Regions from separate parts of the Mus musculus genome. Here regions 1, 2, 3 and 4 are each linked to region 5. A link is a contact called in public Hi-C, Micro-C and promoter capture Hi-C data. All regions are on one chromosome and are shown on one strand. The core of a region is the stretch at or near the end of the contact, and the rest is flanking DNA. Distances in the headings are between cores, read along the strand shown.

Evidence for each region. Promoter capture Hi-C pulls out the DNA fragments that hold promoters and counts their contacts. Hi-C and Micro-C count contacts between places; a contact is called where the count stands out from the background. Capture Hi-C pulls out chosen DNA fragments and counts their contacts.
Region 1: a contact with region 5 is called in a Hi-C map of bone marrow-derived macrophages, with 23 read pairs. The contact joins the enhancer-like site here to the promoter of Nsrp1 in region 5. A contact is called at or near these places in 11 of 39 promoter capture datasets (the 3T3-L1 cell line, 3T3-L1-derived adipocytes, the C10 cell line and 5 more), 1 of 484 Hi-C or Micro-C datasets (bone marrow-derived macrophages), 7 of 115 datasets of contacts at active chromatin or transcription factors (the 230-238 cell line, bone marrow-derived macrophages, embryonic stem cells and 4 more) and 4 of 9 other capture datasets (adipose tissue, liver, macrophages and 1 more).
Region 2: a contact with region 5 is called in a Micro-C map of muscle stem cells, with 8 times the contacts expected there. The contact joins the promoter of Ssh2 here to the promoter of Nsrp1 in region 5. A contact is called at or near these places in 4 of 39 promoter capture datasets (erythroid cells, liver, macrophages and 1 more), 3 of 484 Hi-C or Micro-C datasets (the 3T3-L1 cell line, CD4 T cells and muscle stem cells), 1 of 115 datasets of contacts at active chromatin or transcription factors (memory CD8 T cells) and 2 of 9 other capture datasets (adipose tissue and pancreatic islet).
Region 3: a contact with region 5 is called in a promoter capture Hi-C map of the HPC-7 cell line. The contact joins the promoter of Tmigd1 here to the promoter of Nsrp1 in region 5. A contact is called at or near these places in 14 of 39 promoter capture datasets (the 3T3-L1 cell line, the C10 cell line, the HPC-7 cell line and 9 more), 1 of 15 datasets of contacts at CTCF or cohesin (pro-B cells), 22 of 484 Hi-C or Micro-C datasets (B cells, the BV-2 cell line, the Ba/F3 cell line and 12 more), 10 of 115 datasets of contacts at active chromatin or transcription factors (T-cell acute lymphoblastic leukemia, bone marrow-derived macrophages, embryonic stem cells and 3 more) and 3 of 9 other capture datasets (adipose tissue, liver and macrophages).
Region 4: a contact with region 5 is called in a promoter capture Hi-C map of liver. The contact joins the promoter of Cpd here to the promoter of Nsrp1 in region 5. A contact is called at or near these places in 6 of 39 promoter capture datasets (the 3T3-L1 cell line, the HPC-7 cell line, the SN4741 cell line and 3 more), 4 of 484 Hi-C or Micro-C datasets (B cells, CD8 T cells, cortical neurons and 1 more), 3 of 115 datasets of contacts at active chromatin or transcription factors (the NIH/3T3 cell line, T-cell acute lymphoblastic leukemia and large pre-B cells) and 2 of 9 other capture datasets (adipose tissue and liver).

The regions. Positions count from the first base shown.
Region 1 is chr11:77,307,334-77,310,033 of GRCm38.p6, forward strand. The region is part of intron 1 of Ssh2 (slingshot protein phosphatase 2); the gene reads left to right. Among named protein-coding and RNA genes, the nearest start is that of Gm24989, 64 kb to the left of the region's middle. Within about 2 kb of position 1,403, at least 6 of the 459 cell types and tissues checked have an H3K27ac peak or open chromatin away from gene starts, as enhancers often do. A contact at or near this core is called in bone marrow-derived macrophages, where this site is marked.
Region 2 is chr11:77,215,142-77,217,841 of GRCm38.p6, forward strand. Ssh2 (slingshot protein phosphatase 2) reads left to right here and starts at 1,284. Exons shown (of 15, transcript NM_177710.4): 1 at 1,284-1,374. The coding sequence starts at 1,312. It also overlaps a transcript of Efcab5 not described here.
Region 3 is chr11:76,900,712-76,903,411 of GRCm38.p6, forward strand. It overlaps Tmigd1 (transmembrane and immunoglobulin domain containing 1), which reads left to right and starts at 1,448. Exons shown (of 7, transcript NM_025655.3): 1 at 1,448-1,505.
Region 4 is chr11:76,845,702-76,848,401 of GRCm38.p6, forward strand. Cpd (carboxypeptidase D) reads right to left here and starts at 1,307. Exons shown (of 21, transcript NM_007754.2): 1 at 523-1,307. The coding sequence starts at 1,265.
Region 5 is chr11:77,077,098-77,079,797 of GRCm38.p6, forward strand. Nsrp1 (nuclear speckle regulatory protein 1) reads right to left here and starts at 1,340. Exons shown (of 7, transcript NM_001012309.2): 1 at 1,282-1,340. The coding sequence starts at 1,301. It overlaps Mir423 (microRNA 423), which reads right to left and starts at 1,075; the gene lies at 967-1,075.

The sequences.
Region 1 (2,700 bases), core at 153-2,652, 230 kb after region 5:
GCAGACTCTTTTTCCCATTGTCTCTCTAGTATCACGTAATGTTTTATCTCACCAACACTTGGTAGGCTTGGATATTCTTTTCATGAGTTGTTGAGGTGGTGTTGGGGAAGTTAGGGTTTTCTCGGAAGTAAGTAATAAGTGTTTCTTTATTGCTTATCACTACAAGTGGTTGCTTGGAAAGGGTTTACTGATTAGGATACCATCTTGGGAATCCCTTTTGACATTTTCCTGTTTCCATGAAGCACAGTTTTGTGGAGTTGCTGGTTCTTTGAGTTTATGCTTCTAACCAGAGCATCTATTGGAGCTACTAGTGCCGTCAGTGATGAGGACTAGCAGATGGATGTTTGGAAGTGGTCCTCATCTGTATTAGAATCTGCATAGGGGAGGAGATGTCCCATGAGGTATAACCATGTTCCCTTTAGTTATGTTCAGTTTGGCAGGCACTCTAGACTAAAGACTATCTTGCAAAAATAAAATCATTAGAATAATCTGATTATGTCATTGTAAACTTTCTATGTTCATTTCATTTATCTGAATTCTAATTACCTTATGAAAACAGAAGAAAAAAGTATTGTATTAAAAAGAGATAATACTTCTCAATTTTTAAAAGCTTTTTCTTGATATGCAGGGGGGTGGGAGGGAGACATTAATGTTTTAAAGGCAAGGAAATGGCATTTGAAGCCTGCACAACATAGCAAGACTTTGTCTCTAAAAGAAAAGGGAAAGAAGAAAAGGAGAAAAGGAAGGAAAGAAAAGAAGAAAAAACACAAAAGCATGAAGGAAAACTTTCAGCAAATGACAGAAAGTCAATCTGCTAAATAGGATTGCTCTTATATCTTTAAAGACTCATTTAAAAGCCAAAGAAAATGAGTTTATGATTGCAAAGTTAGCTTTTAAAGGGTTTGTTGAAATTTCTAATCATTTTATGTAGGTCTTAAATATTTATGGATGAATATTAAGTTAGTAAGACTTAAGACATGACAGCTCTTCAGCCTGCTGAGGCCATGTGTGTATCAGAATTTCTCTCTGGTAACCTGACCTCACCTCTGACTTTAAAGGCCGTAGAAACAAACACTTCCCTAGTTAACAAAAAAGAAATGGAGAACAAAGGTTGGAATCCTGGCCCAGATATATATGTAGTTAGTCATTTATTTGGGTGGCATCAATCATTAGGACCTGCCTGTGATGGGTAGGGGGGACAGTAATGAGTGTTGCTAGCATCTTTGGTATGGCTGTCCTGTGTGTGCATATTTGTTTTGCACATTTGTTGAGAAGCATTTTATACTCCAGATTTCTGTGATCTGCTGATCCTTGTCCTAAAATTTAAGGCTCTGATAATGGCCTTTAAGTAAAGACAATGTATACTTTCTCTTAGCAATTTCTGGTAACACAGCAGTGTATGCTTTGACTTGTCTGCCCTCTACTGGAGATCTGTGATAACATTGACCAGTGTCCTCTGGCTTTAGGGGAAAAAACATGTTTTCCTTTAAAGACTCATTGCTATTCAGTCAATATATTTATAATTTTACTCAGGTTTTCAAAATGCTGACAAATACCTCCCCAGGGTCCCCACGTTCAGAGCTCAGGCCTCTGCAATTTATCATTTGGAGCCTACCTCAAAGCAAGCTCGGGTTTCAATTCACTACTTAGCTCATCACAGTCCCTAACTGTATTTCTGCTAGTCTTCCTTTTTCTTAATGTCAGTCGGTCTCCTCAAGATCTTTACAACTGGAGTCAAAGCCCACTTGTCTTGTGAACAGCATTCCCACAGTGATAGCTTTCTGAATTGCTGGCTTGTCCTTCTTTTGCCACACATTTACACTGTGTGAGAAGTTTGGGATCAGCCTGGTGTGGTGGTGCACACCTTTAAACCCAGCAGTCAAGAAGAGGTAGGCATATAGATAAAATTTCAAGGCTAGTCTGGTCTACATAGAGTTTTCCAGGTCGACCAAGGCACATTGTGACATCTTGTCTCAAAATAAAAAACATTTTTGAATCAGAGCTTGTGATGTGGCTCAGCAGATGTTTGCCACACCAATGTAGTGACATGAGTTTGAGTCCCCCAGAATCCAGGGAAAGTGGATGGAGATAACCCAACTCTATAAAATGTTTTCTGACCTTCACACACATGCCATAGCATAGGCATACACACGCGCACACACACACACACACACTCACTCACACATGTGCGCACTCGCACACTAATAGCAATAATAATAATAATAATAATAATAATTTTTAATATTTGGCTTGGTAGTGAAGGTGCATGCCTTTAATCTTAGCACTTGGGATACAGAGGCAGGTAAGTCCCTGTGAGTTTGAAATTAGCCTGATCTACAGAGGGAGTTCCTGGACAGCCAGGGCTACACAAAGAAACCCTCTCTCAGGAAAAGAAAGAAGAGAAGAGGGGAGGGGAGGGGAGGGGGAGAGGGAGAGGGAAAGGAAAGGAAAGGAAAGGGAAAAGGAAAGAGAAAGAAAACTAAGAAAGAAACAGAGAGAAAGACATTTTAACTCTTAAAATTTATTTTTATTTTATATGTACTGTTTTGTCTTTATGTATGTCTATTGAGGGTGTTGATCCTGAAATTACAGTTATTAGCTGTCATGTGGGTGCTGGAAATTGAACCCATGTCCTCTGGAAGAGCATTCAGTGCTCTTAACTACTGAGCCATATCTCAAGCCCCAAGAAAAATTTTTTTT
Region 2 (2,700 bases), core at 34-2,533, 140 kb after region 5:
ACAAACAGAAAGAGGTGGGCTTTAGAAACTGGAGTCCATAAGTGAGTGTTTTCTACAGCTTTGATATGGATGGTGGTATTTACCAGTTCATCCCCTCAACTATCTCTGTGTAAATATATCAACGGGTTGCACTGCGTGACTTTTCCTTTTCTTTTTAGTCTTGATTTTTCCATTACATGCTTGGTTGATGTTGGCAGTTTACCATTTAGAAATGTCTTCCTTTAAAATATTTTAATTCTACATTTTCACTTGCATTTATGAAATAGTCAAATTTATGGGGGAAAGAAAAAAAGCTCAATGATCAAAAGATCTTTGTTTAGTGGAGATCTTCACAGTAGGAAGCAATTGAGAGGTTTTAAAAAAAAAATAGCAGGTTGGAGCTTTCCAACTCAGGGTCCAGCTCTCTGTGCCCGCCCCTTCCCTCAGCATCTCAGGTACAGTGACTGACTTTAGGCAGGTTGTAGAGGAAGGAAGCCTGAGGCTACTACGAAGTTTCCAGTGTTTACCACCGGGGGGAAAAATCTTTCTTAGGAAAAGTCTGGTCGTTAACCCTGAGGCCCTTTATGATGAGGAGGGTGGGGAAGCTCATTAAGACGGAGCCCTCTTGAGGGCCAGGTCCAAGCAGGAGGGCTGGTCTCCCGGGTCTAGCCCAGAGAAAGCGTCTATAGCACCTGCGGAGCCCTTTTCCACTAGAAAACGTGTTCGCCTCAGGATTTTCGCCTCAGTTTTTCTCTAAGGTTGCGCGCCCCACTCATAAAATGGTTGTCTTTCTGGAGTGAGGATTAGCGGCTCTCCCACCGACCCCCACCCCCAGATCAGGACCCTCGGTTGGCTGGCTGCCTTCCAGGGCTCCTTGGCCAGCTCGCCCCACGCCGCGCAGCGGGGACAGACAGAGCCGCAGGGGCAGCAGTAGGGCTCGAGAGCTGACCCGGGAGGGGACGGCGGCCCGAGGCGCGGCGCACGCAGCCTGCCCGCCCGCTTCCGGCAACTTAAGGGTTACGCCGCCGCGGCGGCGCGCGCCGAGGGGAGAGGCGGTTGCTGACAGGTGGCGCCTGCGCACTGGGAGCGCTCATTGTGCCCCGCAGCTGCCGAACCGCCCGCCTGCCCGCCCGCCGCCCGTTCGGCGCGTCAGTAGGCGAGAGAGTCCGGTGGTGGGTGCGGAGCCCGAGGCCGTTCCCGCGGCTTCATCTCCCTCTCCGTTTCCCTCGTCCCTACGCCTCACCCATCGTCCCCCATCCCGGCTCCGTCACCCTCCCGCCCCCCACACTCAGGACGAGAATGCCCTGCCCGGAACAACCCAGCAGCACCTAGATGGCTTTGGTCACGGTCCAGCGGTCGCCTACCCCCAGCACCACCTCCAGCCCTTGCGCCTCGGTGAGTCCCTCCAGGCGGCAGCTCCCAGCTTCTGTCACTGCGGCTCCGCTTTGCCTCAGCGGGTCCCGCCGAACGCCACTGCGCACGCGCCGCGCCTCTTCCCAGGCCTTGGCACTCAGGCTGCTGCGAACCCCCCACACCCTCATCTTACCGGCGAGCAGCAGCGACTGCCAGACGTTGGGGTTTTTTGTTTGTTTGTTTGTTTGTTTGTTTGTTTTTTCCCCAACCTCCATCACCCGGAGCACCCAGTCCCTCACAGCGCTGGCTCAGAAATCTCCCGTAGCATGCTTCCCATGGCTTGAGCACTTCCTTTCGGCTATGAGTCATTCTTGCTTTTCACCCTCCCCCCTTCTTTTACCCTCTGTTGCTCTGTTGCAGGGAGAGGAAGGGTGGGCTCCTAGGTTACCCCCGACCCACACCCATATCCTTTACGCACACCGTTTCAGGGACCCAGTCAGTGCACTGCGCATCCTTCTTCCGTCTCGCCCTGTGTGTGCCTTTCTCTAGTCCCTGGCATCTCTCTTGTGCTCCGTACAGTTTAGGCTTCATTGGACTGCTCGGTGGTAGTTACTCCCTGGTTTCTTCCCACCCTTAAAAGATGGCAGTGATCTCTGCTTCTTGGACTTCTACCTTTCTCAGTGAGAACCCAAAGCTTCTGGTGCTGCTTGATAACCAGTGCCAATTCATTTCCATCTTATAGACATTTATGCCTTCCACTCATTGCTCATGATCGTTCTTGCTCATGGGTTGTGCTTGGATGGTTCATGACTTCAAATGCTGTGTCGCTAAAGCATGTTTCCAGAAGGAAAACACTCATCAATTAGCATTTTTTTTTCTGCTGGGCTTTTCTATGCCTTCACCTCCACCATGACTCCTTTATAGCTCTAGTCTCGGGCTTCATATTTGTGAATACCTGCTAGCATGTGTTAGCATTGCACCAGTGTGGTAAAATGGGTCTTAAAAAAAAAACAGGCATCTAGATGAAAATATGAGCAATTGAAGAACTATTTCATATAGAATTGTAGTTTTAACATTAGATTTAGTAGTGTCAAGTTGCAAAGAGGCATTCAGTGAACACCATGACTTTCCACTGTATGAAAGAAAGTTGGGTCATTAATATTTGTTAACTGAGATAGGAGTTTGATATCTTGAAAGCATGTTGCCTTGTGATTTCAATATAGTTTCCTGAATTTCAAAATTTTGTTGCATATTGTGGTAGTTTCTTCCTTTGTGAGTTTTCTTGTGTGTTTTTGTATGACTACCCTAATTCAAGAAATTACTCTATTCACCTTGTGATGGTACAGGATACAAAACTGAAATCTGTGG
Region 3 (2,700 bases), core at 198-2,697, 180 kb before region 5:
TGTACCACTGAGAAGTAAACCCCAAGCCTGCTTGGGGTGGGTGTATTGCACCTGTTGACTAACAGCAGCCTCTCTTAATGATGATCCTTGCATGAATAGTGCTAGACCAGCCTATCTTCATAACAGTAATAATTATGGCTTATGAAGCGCCTACTGTACAGCAGCTTAGCATGCTCCATTTCACTCAATCCTCACAGTGACTCTGTGGGGAGGGCACTGTTATTATTGCTATTGTGTTCCTGAAGAACCAAAGGCTCCTAGGGGTTAGATAACTTTCAAAGTCACATAAACAGAAAGAAATAGATCTCTGGTGTGGTTACCCAATGTGCTCAAAGCTATGGACAGTGCCAAGTATGATGGCACACACCTGTAATCCTAACACTTGGGAGTGAAGGCAGGAGGATCAGGAGTAATAACTAGCCTTGGCTACACAGCGAGTTCAAAGCCAGTTTAAGCTATAGGAGACCTTCCTTTAAAAAAATAAACCCACCAAACAAAAATGGAGAAAGCTCGGGATGTACCTCAGTGGTACAGTGCTTGCTTAGCATATATAAAACTCTGGGTTTGATCTCCAGCAACAAAAAAATATGGAGGTAAAGTCTAGACGATCATAAATGTCATATTTTTTGATGAATGGAAACAATAGTTCTTGACACATAAAATGTTCATTAGTAACACTAACATAAAGTATGTTAGGTGGTGCGTGCATGCAAGAGTGTGTGTGCACACACATGGGCACACCCATGCCCATGTGGAAGTCAGAAGACAACATTTTGTGTTGGTCTTCATCTTCTACTCTGATTGACATATATCTAGTATGGCAAGTGGCCTTCTGGGGATTCTAATTTCTCCATCCCCATCTCAGCCTCCCATCTCACTGTAGGAGTGCTGGGATTTCAGCTGCCTCATTAGGGTTTTGTGTGGGCTTTACCCGTTGAGTAACTTAAGTATTTTTACCAATAAAATAATTTTAGTTGAAGTGTCCTGTTCTGGTTTCCCAATGAAGTCAGAGCCTCAAGGAGCTAAAACTTCCTCTTGTTGCTTGGCATAGCTTCAGCACTGGGCTCGGGTGACTGGTGGTAAAAATCTTTCAATAATTAAGTTATGCAAAATCTTCAGTTGTCACTGATTGTGAAAGTCAAGCCTCTCCCCGGACTTGTCCTGTCACAGCTGTCAGGCAGTGTTGGGTGAGATGTGCTCTGGATTTTTGCACAAGTTCAGGCTTCCCTGGAACAATACACCCGTGTTAGTAATATCCGGCCCCTCCTAGTAACCTGGGTACAGAAAGGCTTAGACCTTGTGAAGATGTGCTTCACAATTACTGTCTTCTCTAAGAATCCAGAAAGGGAAACAGACTTTGAACCCAATTTATCTCAGTTACTTGACCCTACTGTCATAAAGTGTTCAAATTCAAGTATTATAAAGGATCATGTCGGGGACATAATTCAGGGCTCCTGGGCAGAGGAAGAGCTAGGTGAGGAAGTCAGCTGCTGGGAGCTCAGCAGGTAAGTGGCTAGACAAGGGACTTTATTTGGAAACTTTGGCGTCTTAGAAAGCAAGAGACCATTGGTTCTTCCCCTTCTCAGGGTAGTGTACAGCCTCAAACTCTCCAGTTTTTTGTTTTGTTTTGTTTGTTTGTTTTAATGGTTTGTTTGGTTGATTTTGTTGTTGTTGTTGTTGTTGTTTTGTTTTCTTTAGTTTGGTTTTTTTGAAACAGGGTTTCTCTGTGTAGTTCTGAAGTTCCTGACTGGCCTGGAACTCACTCTGTAGACCAGGCTGGCCTGGAATTCACAAAGATCCACCTGCTCCTGCCTCCGGAGTGCTGGGATTGAAGGTGTGCACCACCACAGCCCAGGCACTCTTGAGTTTTTATTCAGGCCCTATATTAGACTATACTTGAGAAAAGTTACGGTTTTATCATTCTTGGAGGGCTCTCCTTTCTAAACCTCCATGTATCCTTGTGTTGCTGGGGATTGAACCCAGAACCTCCTACATGCTGCAGCAGTGCTCTCTCTCCCATCTACTAAGAAAATTCCATGCATGATCGGGTTCTGAAACCATCACTTTTTCACAGTGTGTGCGTGGGGGGTGGGGGGGATATTGGGGTTACACATGCCACAGCACACACGTGGAGGTCAGAGGACAACTTTAAGAGTTTGTTCTCTCTTACATGGCATCTGGGGGTCAAACTCAGGTTATCAGGCTTACACTAACAAGCACTTTTACCTCTGAGCCATCTCACTGGTCCTGAGGTCCTCGCTCTTATAATAGAGTCATAGCAATATTTTGGACAAGAAAATTTCAATTACAAAATGCTCTGGCTACTAGTAATCGCATCTTATTAAAATATTGGTAGAGGCCTCCCTGGTAGGAAGCACCCTTGGTCCTGTCAAGACAAGCCTAGAGCAAGGGAGGAGTAGAGGTGCCTCGAATTAGTCAGATGTATATTTCCTGCTTATATTCATGATACAGCTAATATTCATGATAAAGGACAAAATACCAAGTTATTAGTGCAAACGGAAGGACCAGGGACTAGAAGAGGCTCAGAGCATCTTTTGAAGGGAATGAATATTACTTTAGTCAGAAGGACAGTTGTGAGTGTGGCCTTGGCAGTCTCGGGTTGGAATCCTGACCCTAACATTTGCTGGTTTTGTGCAAATGTTCTGGGAAAATTGCATTCTTGGGTCAAGAGGTTAATTG
Region 4 (2,700 bases), core at 57-2,556, 230 kb before region 5:
GCTTAGATTCCCCGATGTTAGTCAACCAGTCTGCCCTTCAATTTCCCCGTATGCAAAACAAGAGTACCAGTGGTGTCTAGAGGATATGAGTGGTGTCTAGGTCGCCCGGTTGTGGTCAACATCGAGTGACATAATGCAGTCGCAGAAAGTGCTTGCCACAGTGCTTCTAGTGACAAGCTTAGCTACATACATAATGAAGGTGCTAACTTAGGAATCCTTAAAATCCGTACCCGTTGCTCATATACGATGGTCTTTCAAAAATAGGGATAGAATGGGAGGGGGGAAAAAGCCCCCCGGCTTGCCCTGCACAAATGACAGCCACAAGCAGGCTTCTTTACAGTTAGCAAGAGGAAGAGGTACTGCAACCTGGCCTCCGTTCCAGTTACTGGGTGTCACTCTCCACACCGACTGCCCCCGACCCCTTAGGCTGGCAAGCACTGTTTGGGCGCCTGCTGGCTGTCAAAATAAGCCTCCTGGCCTCGAAGGCTCACGTGGGACCGAAAGCAGTCAGGCAACGCTTACTTGTTCCTGCGGATCCAGTCGATGAGGGCGCGCACCTCCGGCACCTCATCCAGGGAAGGTGGCTCGCCGGTGCTGAACTGGTCAGGGAAGCTGCGGTTGAGGTCGCGGCCTCGGCTGTTGTCACGGCCGCTGGTCCCAGGCGGGCCGCTGTCGCCGAGGCCGCAGTCACCCTCGCGGGCACGTTCGAAGCCATCCGGGTTCAGGCTGGGCAGCAAATACACGTCGGTGGTGTTGAGCAGGCGGACCAGGCGCGGGTCCCCGCGGCGGTAGCCCGACGCCAGCTCGCGGGCCAGGTAGACCAACACCTGGCGTGACACCGTCTCGTCGCCGTGCATGTTACCCACCAGCTTCACCTGCGGCCGGCCGGGCAGCAGCGGCCCCGCGGCGTCCAGCCCCGCGGCGGCGGTGGGCGGCGGCCCCAGGCCCGCTGTGAGGCGCAGCACCCACAGCGGCCGGCCCTCCACCGAGCTGCCGATGCTGAAGAGACGCGCCAGGCCGGGTGGCCCCGCGGCCGCCGCCGCTTCCAGCGCCTCGCCCAGCGCCGCTTCGTGGTAGTAGTGGTCAAACTGGCCCTCGGCCGCCTCGGAGCCGCCAACGGTTGTCGTGGTCGCCTCAGCCTTCTTGATGTGCGCCGCCTGGGCCGAGCTCCTCAGTAGCAGCAGCAGCAGCAGCAGCGGTGGCGGCGGCAGCAGACGCAGGCGTCCCAGCCGCCAGGGCGGCCGCTCATCCCGGCCGCTCGCCATCTTCCAGCAACGCCGCTAATACCGCTCCGCTCCAGCGGCTCCACACTCCGGGAGGCGGCAGCCCGCCGGATCCCCTCCGCGCCTAGCAACCCCATCCCGCCTTCCAGCCTTAGCCAATCGTAGCCTTGAATGCTTGGGTGTCACTCTAGGGGGCGGGGCTTTCCTTAAAGCGGACGATTTTCCCTCTGGGCGTGTCTCCACTCCAGTCCTTAGGGACTTTAGTCGCTTTCCTTTCCTCCACTAAGGTTCTACCCTCTGTCTTCCCGCCTCCCTATTTCCTCTTCTACTTCTCTCGTTTTGTTTTGTTTTGTTTTGTTTTGTTTTGTTTTTTGCTCAGTCTCTTCTTTATGGCTTCTCCTCTGAAATTCTCTGAGAGCTTTTACTAGCCCCCTTCTTCGTTGCAGCATTTCTTAGCTACGCTTTAATGCTTTAGAGTCAGTAATCAAAAGAATCGAAAGGTTCCAAAGATTAAAGGACTCTTGAGAAAATCAGGAAGTTAGAAAGAATCTTAATCTCCTTGGAGAATCAAAGACCTCCTTAGTCCCATCTCCTTTGCACCTTCCTCCCCGCCCCCCCCCCATCCCCCTTGATCGGTTCTGCCTGGGCTTGAGCCCATCTGCCTACATGCAGTTGAAGAGAATGAGACACCTCATAAAGCAATCAATTCTATTTTTGATTTGTCGCGTGACTAGGTATCTCCTTTATTAAGTGGAAACTTCCATAGTAGGCGCCCTCTGTCTTAATGTGGTCTTAATTGGCCATTCAAAAGTGTTGGATTGTAACTATCTTCTTTGTGTGCTGGTCTCTGCTCTCACTGAGGAGATATCGTTTTTTAGTGACCTTACCCTCCTCTCACACTTCTTTTGAGTAGGAGCATCTAGATCACCTCTATACAGCCATAGCTATAGTTTTGGAATGCTGTCTTTAAGAGATAGATTTGCCATGTCTAGAAATACCTGCTTGGCAAGTGTACTTCCCCCAAGGTATTTGGGTAAGTCCAGAAAAACCTAACCTTCCAAGTAAAGTTTAATCACGTTAGCTTGAAGAAATTTGAAGTTTGGCAATCCTTTTATCAAGCGTGAAATTCTAACCCATCTAATGACATAATTGTGATAACCATTATCATTCCCTTCTTTCGGTGCTGGATGGTTCGAGTTTCTGAACTCTAATTGAATCTTCATAGAGCCCGTGGAATTCACTGATTACTGAGTATTTATTGAGTAATTGGTGTCTGTCAAAGCTAGAAGCTGGGAAGCAAGGCATTGCTTGCATAGTTAGAGATCCAATGCAGGGATGAACAATGCAATACATCTGTGGGGACATTCCTGAGGAAAACCTCATTCAGTCTGAGGAGAAGGCAACCAAGAAGCTAGGGAAGAAGCCAAGATGGGAGTGAAGAATTCTGGATAGAAGGAGGAGCATGCACGGGAGGTTG
Region 5 (2,700 bases), core at 90-2,589:
TTTTTTTCCCACACAGTAGCTAAGATCTTGAAAAATTGACTAAGAAACCCACGTAGAGATTCGGGCAAGTCCCCATTCACTTATTTGGCTCAATTGCTTTTGTCTGCGAGCAAGTCACCATGGGGGCAAGTTCCCATCCGTCCACTGGGCTCGTTTGCTTTGCTTCAGCGCCTCTGAAAACCATCACCACATTTTTTTTGTAACTAGATATTTTCTTTATTTACATTTCAAATGCTATCCCAAAAGTTCCCTATACCCCCCCCCCCGCCCACCCACTCCCACTTCTTGGCCCTGGTGTTCCCCTGTACTGGGGCATATAAAGTTTGCACAACCAATGGGCCTCTCTTCCCAATGATGGCCGACTAGGCTATCTTCTGCTACATATGCAGCTAGAGACACGAGCTCCAGTGGGGTACTGGTTAGTTCATATTGTTGTTCCACCTATAGGGTTGCAGACCCCTTCAGCTCCTTGGGTACTTTCTCTAGCGCCTCCATTGGGGGCCCTGTGGTCCATCCTATAGGTGACTGTGAGCATCCACTTCTGTATTTGCCAGGCACTGGCATAGCCTCACTCAAGACAGCTATATCAGGGTCCTTTCAGCAAAATCTTGCTGGCACATGCAATAGTGCCTGGGTTTGGCCATCACCAGATTTAATACGTTTCGTTTCTCGAGGTTTTGGCTTTAAAATGCAAAGGCCACGGGACATGCTTGGCACTGCAAGGTTTACACGCCCAAGAATAAATTTCCAGGCAGGTAAACCGTATCTGTGTCTTTCCCGGCAGCGAAGACCAGTTTCCTATATGCCTACTCTTTTCTGTGGCTTCTCAGCACCACACTCGTAACCCCAGGAGGGAGGGCGGGAGGCTGGTCTTGCCTGAGCATCTGCCAGGGAGAACGAGGCCCTCAAAGGCAACCAGGAGTTTCTCTTCTCGGTGCCCCTGAGCGCATCCAACCGGGAGAAACTCAAGCGCGGGGTAGGAAGCAAGACTGAGGGGCCTCAGACCGAGCTTTTGGAAAATAGAAAAGTCTCGCTCTCTGCCCCTCAGCCTAACTTCCTTTATTTCCTCACAAGTTTCTCAAACTTCGGGCTTGCAACCTGGAAAAATGTACCGGACGGGGGGTGGGGAACCTAAGTGGCTCGGAATTCCTCGCCTTCTCCCGCCTTTAACCGGGGCGGGGGTGGCCCTGCACTTCCGGCGACCTCAGACGCCTCGGCCTAAAGACTCAGTCTCCCTGGCTTCTTACTCCCCAGCCGGACCCTAACTTCCCCATCACTCACTGCCTGCCCGGGATCGCCATCTTGTTCCCGTCTCCGCTGGACCTGGTCGACGCGGACGTGACGAGACGCTGACGCCGACGTGTATACGCGCACTTCCGGTTCCGGTACTCGCTTAGCCGCTGAGCCTACCGCTGTGTCTTGCTTAGGATGCGGCTCGGCTCAGAGTCTTAAAGTCAGGGCGGGGAGGCGATGACCAAGTTCTAGTCCAGAGAGAGGCTCGTGGACCGCGCTCCGGGGACGAGCCTCGTCACTGGAGATAGTGTTAGAGTCACGTCCAACCGCGACGCCTGCTGAATCCGGACCGAGTCGGAGTGGGCCCCAATTATCTGAATTTAATGAGTTTCAAAACGGCTCCCTACACATCTATTGCTTTGTTTTGCTGCTCAGTGTAGCTGGCTCTGAGTGACTAAAAAAACCGAAAAGCCATAGAACCTCAATGTGAACTGATTATTTTATTTAAATAAAGCCTTTCTATATAATATAACCCTGACTGTCCTAGAACTCAAGATCTTGCTGCCTCAGCTTTCGGAATGCTGGAAATGCAGGCACCCTCGCCGAGAACTGATATTAGCAGTGCAGTTGTTTGAGACCATCTTGCTCTATAGTCCAGAATATCCTTTTGCCTCAGCCTTCTAAATGACAGTAACTCATCACAAGTGTGCCACCCCATTTTAAAAGACAAAACCTGGCTACATTTCATCTGTGCATCCACCATTTAGAACTAGTGTTGGCAGCCAGGGCTATACAGAGAAACCCTGTCTCGAAAAACCAAAAAAATAAAAATAAAAATTTTTTTTAAAAAGCCGGGCGTGGTGGCGCATGCCTTTAATCCCAGCACTTGGGAGGCAGAGGCAGGCAGATTTCTGAGTTCGAGGCCAGCCTGGTCTAAAAATGAGTTCCAGGATAGCCAGGGCTACACAGAAAAACCCTGTCTCAAAAAACAAAAACAACAACAAAAAAATTAGAACTAGTGTTGGTGTCTGGGAATTACCGTACAAACCACTCAGACACCAATCTCAGTCTAATAGAGATTAAATATCACACCCCAAGACTGAAAAATCAGGTCCACAGACCAAACTCAGGAGCTGACTGTGGCATTGAGTTAAGATCCTATAGGGCTTTTAAGCCTAAAATCCACAAACATCTGTGCCAAGTTACTCCACCAATCAGGATTTAGAGTTAGGCAATTTCATCAGAAGCATTTTTTTTTTTTGTACACTTATCCTGTTCTCATTAGTTGAGGTATTCAACTGTGGCAGAGGACTTGCCTAACATTCATGTCTTAACTTGCCAACCAGGACATCAGTTATCCATGTACATGCCTCTTTCTACCAAGTAGGATGTCAATTCCCTGGGATGTCTTAGGTAGGAACTTTATTCAACCCCTGCTCAAAATGGAAGTTTTATTCCAAATGGCTT